Linked DNA regions of Mus musculus: region 1 is linked to region 2. The links are chromatin contacts, called in public Hi-C maps. All regions are on one chromosome and are shown on one strand. The core of a region is the stretch at or near the end of the contact, and the rest is flanking DNA. Distances in the headings are between cores, read along the strand shown. Region 1 overlaps Tdrd9 (tudor domain containing 9). Region 2 has its middle 8.6 kb from the start of Atp5mpl.

Region 1 (2,700 bases), core at 86-2,585, 43 kb before region 2:
GACACAAGGACCACCTGCCTACACCTTCCCAGTGGAATGACAAGCACACACTGTCACGCCTGGCTTTTTTCCTGTAATTTCTGGGGATCAAACTCAGGTCCTACAAAGCAAGTACTTTACCAAATCTCCCCATCTGTTGATTTAGATTTAGATTTTTTAAACAAAGGATGAAACTGAAATAAAATAACTTTTTACCCAAATAAAAGCTGAGAACATTTACCAACAGAGTCTTTGGAGGGCAGAATTTGGGAACCAAGGTAAGAAGTCCAGATGTGACAAGGATTAATTCAGGGGTATCCCAAGGTCTACAAGAAAAATGTTACCCCAGCCATCTAGCTTTGGTTACTAACGAAGGAGAATACACATCGCCAGTATTTGTTTCTAAAATAATAAATACTATTTATGACAGGCAAACCAGCACTTAGAACCTAAACTATCCTAAAAGGGGGAAAAATCGCAAATTAAAAAAAAAAAAGCTAAAAGAACAAACATCTAAATTGCCTATGGTATGTCCAAAAATAGCCCCAAGAGAACAAAAGCAAGCAGAGAAAGCCGTGTGACTCCTGTGTCTGTGTGAGTCCGTGTGACTACATCCCACTTCTGGCCCAATCTAACTTAAACAACAGTCTTTGCCTTCCGTTAGCAGAAGTTTGCAGAGTGGCCGTGACTGCTGCAAAGGTGTTCACAGCTTTGAGTGGCAGGCAGCACATAGCTGAAACCCTGAAACCTGAAGGCAGGAAGACTACAGCTCAAGCCCAAATGTCTACAGCTTAATATGCAAACACACTCTGCCATCTCGAATGAGGAACCAGTGTTTAAGTTACACAAATGGAGTTGTAGCTGGAGGGACTCTTACCCGCTCTCTTTCATGTCCAGGTCATCGAACATCTGAATGAGAGAGACAGCAACTTCATAGACATCCTTTGTTATCACTGGCTCCTCCAGACGGTAGGGAAGCTGAAAAAATAAAGGAACAGGACAATTAAATAGAGTTGCAGACAAGTGTGGGCGGGGTAAGACCTGCGCTCACACCTTCAGCCATCATTCTAAGAGACCCTAAGTGATGATGGTGATGATGGTGATGATGATACACTACTACTACTACTAATAATAATAATTCCGTTCACAGCCACTCTTGAACACTTGGTGGCAGTGTTCGCTGCCTGGGATCCCTGAGATGCTGATGTTGAAGTCAATGGCAACGTGGATGGAACCTGAGAGTTCAAGCAGAGACTACTTTTAAGGCACTGGACAAACTGCATTAGAGGCCTAGGGAACTCGGATATCAAATCCCTGCCTCTAAAAGCACCGACATCCCAACAGCTACACTCAGGAACTACCAGCAGAGGGCAGTAGCGCGTTTAATCCAGTCATCTCTGGTATTCTCTTTATCTCCTACTCTATCCTAACAGGGATTGATATTCTGTAACGCAATTACTCAAAGACAGAAATGAGGAAAAGCTATGTGCTCCACAACCCCCACCAACCCCACTCAGAAGTCTGCTACAGACAGGCCATGTGGGAAAGGATTCGGCTGAGTCACAGTAACTCTGCTGAGGTCTAGAACTCAAGCCCTCGACACTGTTCTTGTGGGTGTCTGGCCAAGAATCCCTAGGGACCTGGCTGTCTCCAGTTCCCCAGTGCTGAGGATTATGACAGTAAACAACCGTGCCCGTCGAGCCAGCTCAGGTTCTCACATAGTGAGAGGAACACATTAGCACCTGAGCTGTCACTCGGCCCCTAGTTATGCTTTCTAACACAACTCTGACAGGTGACTAGGTCACAGTCGGCTGTGGCCCGTCTGTCTGTGATGTCTAAAGGAAGGCAGAGGCCCACATCCCCTGTACTCTGAGTCAAGTGACTGCACAAGCGTACTGCCACAAAGCCCGAGTGTGAGGGAAGCACCAGTCACCTGGGGCAGTCCTTCTGCCACATCCATGCCCAAGGAGGAAGCTCTGATCCCTACACATGCCACCAAAATGACATGTCAAGTCTGGCCAGGGAGTTCCAGAAAACAAGGAACAAGTTCTTAGGAAAATACATGCATCAAGAGAATGGGTACACATCCAATGGTAGGGACCAATCGGTGGCAGGACAGCTGGGCATCTGAGTTAAGGGGACCTAATGGAGTGCAGAAAGACTGCTGTGAGCTGGGCACAGCGGCATACACTTGTGCCAGCACTTGGGAAAGCAGAGGCAGAAGGAGCAGGGGTTCAAGGTTATCCTTGCCTACACAGCAAGACTGAGGCTAGCCCGGCTACATAAGATTCTGCCTCAGACGAAATGCACTAGTGTGAGAGACTGTACCGAGGATGGGACACCACACTTATGTGTCTGGGTTGGGCATCACCAACATTCTCTGCACAACCCCTAGAGCGCACACTACACTTGTCTAAAGACATTCTAGAGAAGGAAAACAAGCCGAGCACAAAGACATAGGAGGCTCCTGCCGGGGCCATGCAAGGACACCTAAAGTTGGCATCAGCAAAACCAGGAGAGCACTGGGGACTAAAGACGATGACAGTGACAGTGTCAGCTCCCTCAGAAGCCAAGTACACCTAAGGCCCACCTTGCTACATGGTGACAGGAACGAAGGAGCCTGGTAAATACAGGCTGTGCTAAGTGGGGTCAGTAGAGTCACACTAGAAGAGACAAGAGACCTGGGAACTAGAGAAACCGAGATCCCATCCCCAGCCCTAC
Region 2 (2,700 bases), core at 145-2,644:
GCCACACCTGGCCCCCAGCCTGCTTGCTTAAAGCACCCAGAACCACCAGCTGAGGGGAGGCTTCGCCACCCGAGGCAAGCTGGCCCTCCCCCATCAGTCACTCATTAGAAAACAGGCCTTTTCAGTTATGGTTTACCCCTCCCAGACGAGCTGACAACTATCCAGCGCTGCCCTGGAAGCAGATCTCCTGAGTTTAAGTTCTACCTTACTGAATTTCAAGCCAGCCAGAGTTTCGTGGTCATCACCTGACTCAAAGCAACAATAAAGAACAGAATTGGTGGTTTGCACCAGCTCTTCTCAGCCTGTACTGGTCTTGCGCTTGCCGGACTGGCCAGCAGTAACGACGCTGCAACAGGATCCTTCTGCACACGTTTATTGGGAGAGCTTGATTGCAGAGGCGAAGAGACCCCTGAGCCCAGAACTGGTACTGCTTATATAGGCCTAGGAGAGGCGTGTCTCACACCCGGATTGGTTATGCACTAAGCCTCATTTGCATGTTCCTCGTCTGATTGGCTACTCTCTCTCTGTACCTCACAGAGCCTCATTATCATACCTCATTTGCATGTCTCACATCTGATTGGTTATACTCCCAAAGCCTCATTATCATGCCCGGGCCAGGCAGTGTCTTTGCAAAAAACTTTACTGCATATGTACACATTGGTTGTTTGTCCAAACTTATGCGTGGTGGCCAGCAGTAGTCAGTGCCACTCTGCAACGGCACATGTGGCTTCCCACATACTGGAATCAACTAAAGGCCATTAATGTGGATTTAGGCTCCTGTGTGTGACTTTCCACAGGTCTGGGGAAGAGCTTGACAAATTAATATTTCAAAGTTACCCCCAGATGTGTGTGGTGCTCGAAACTGGGTCTTAGAAAAGGCCAGTCACACTGAAAACAGGCTGTTGACAGTTGCCTCCGTTCATGGATAGCAGCCATCTGCTGTACATATGGCTTAGTGCAGTTGGTTATCACGTGCCAGGCCAGGAAGGATTCAGGGAGCCTGGGCCCATCTAGAGAGGAAGCTGGTTACATCTGCCTTGGAATTGCCCCACACACAGGCTGGCAGCTGCTCTCCCCCCACCCCCTCCCCCCGTTTACTACTAAGTGGTCCTTCAGTTAGAGAAGTGAGAGCAAGTCTATGTGGGGCTGTCTGTAGCTCACTGGGAGCAGGGACACAGGCCTCTAATCTCAGCAGCAGCAAGGCAATTATGAGTGGAAGCCAGCCTTGTTTACTCAGTGAGAGCATGTTTCTTAAAACCATTAACAACAACAAAAGAAAATCCTCAATGTGCCTGTGCAGACCCCACTTGCATTTGCACAGTGGAGAGAATACAGAATCCACCAGGGTTTCAGTAGCTGCAAGTCTTCTACCAAGAGTGGCCTGTAGGTGGAGCCAGAATGTGGCCAAACTGGTTACCATAGTGGCCTTGAGGGCGGAGAGCATAGGTGACAACTGTGCCCGTGGCACTAAGGAACAGTAAGAGAAGGATCACGATTTTGCTGTTTTATGCGTGTATGTATGTTTGAGTGTGTATCATGCGTGCTCATGTGCACACAGAGGCCAGAAGAGGGCATGGGACTAGAGCCAGGAGCTACACAGTATAGGTACTGAAACCAATCCGGGTCCTCTCAAAGAGCAGTAAGCATGCTTATGAGCTGTTTCTCAGCCCCTGTATTCTGGCATTCTGATAAGTGTCACTGAATGGGTGGGCATGGCAGTTAAGTAGATTCAGAGCCAAGTGTGATGTGCTTCTATAGCCCCAACCAACTTGAGAGACCTAGCAAGGAGGGCACAGGTTGGGCCAGCCTGAGCAACGATCTCACTTCCTATCAGTACATTTCCTAGCTCTTGACAAGACAGAACAGTGTTGTTAGTGAGCACATACAAAGCCTGTGACAAGGAAATGAGGCTGGGGCTTCCCACTCCACAGGCCACACCATGTATCTGACTCAGTGTAGCAGCACAGGTTCAGAACTATGGTCCCTACTGCTGCCAGGGCAGAAACTTGATTTAATTTGTACTCCAGGGCTAAGAAGTCTAGAGACAACAGGCCTCAGAGAATTGAACTCCAGGACACTGTTGATTAACCCACTGAGTGAGGGAGAATAAAGTCAAACAACCACCAGGTGGGCTAGAGACTGAAGCACATAGAAACTGTGCAGGCAAATTGAAAATTAAACAAAACTGTAGAGCCAAGCATAGTGGCGCATACCTTTCATCTCAGCACAGTAGGGTAGGCAGATCTGTAGAAAGTGGGCTGAGGGATGGCTCAGTGGTTAAGAGCACTGACTGCTCCTCCAGAGGTTCTGAGTTCAATTCCCAGCAACCGCATGGTGGCTCACAACCATCTGTAATGAGATGCCCTCTTCTGGTGTGTCTGAAAACAGCTACAGTGTACCCATAAAAAGTATAACCAAGAAAGCAAAAGATACTAACCTATTCCAGTGAGATGGAAGTCAGAAGATCAATGGACCAAAATCGATGGACATAAATGCCAGTTCCTTGAGAAGATCAATAAAGGAGGAAACCCCCAGCCTGACTGACAGATAGAGAAGACAGAATGGGCAGATGTCAATACGGGTTTTACAGACATTATAGGGACAAGGACTAAGGTGTGGCTTGGCCTGCCCAAGGCCTGGCTTTAGACCTCAGTGACTGGACACATAGATTGAAAGGACAGTAAGAGAATGCCATGGCTT

Evidence for each region. A called contact is a pair of places that touch in the nucleus more often than the background predicts.
Region 1: a Hi-C map of rod photoreceptor shows a contact between it and region 2, with 2.3 times the contacts expected there. The contact joins two enhancer-like sites. A contact is called at or near these places in 3 of 39 promoter capture datasets (hippocampal neurons, liver and pre-B cells), 3 of 15 datasets of contacts at CTCF or cohesin (the G1E-ER4 cell line, large pre-B cells and pro-B cells), 24 of 484 Hi-C or Micro-C datasets (the 63-12 cell line, the C2C12 cell line, the G1E-ER4 cell line and 15 more), 10 of 115 datasets of contacts at active chromatin or transcription factors (the 230-238 cell line, the SCID.adh cell line, cardiomyocytes and 6 more) and 3 of 9 other capture datasets (adipose tissue, embryonic stem cells and pancreatic islet).

The regions. Positions count from the first base shown.
Region 1 is chr12:111,999,981-112,002,680 of GRCm38.p6, reverse strand. Tdrd9 (tudor domain containing 9) reads right to left here. Exons shown (of 36, transcript NM_029056.1): 8 at 857-957. Among named protein-coding and RNA genes, the nearest start is that of Gm46381, 14 kb to the left of the region's middle. Within about 2 kb of position 1,335, at least 2 of the 459 cell types and tissues checked have an H3K27ac peak or open chromatin away from gene starts, as enhancers often do. A contact at or near this core is called in rod photoreceptor, where this site is marked.
Region 2 is chr12:111,957,030-111,959,729 of GRCm38.p6, reverse strand. No RefSeq gene overlaps it. Among named protein-coding and RNA genes, the nearest start is that of Atp5mpl, 8.6 kb to the left of the region's middle. Within about 2 kb of position 1,394, at least 47 of the 459 cell types and tissues checked have an H3K27ac peak or open chromatin away from gene starts, as enhancers often do. A contact at or near this core is called in rod photoreceptor, where this site is marked.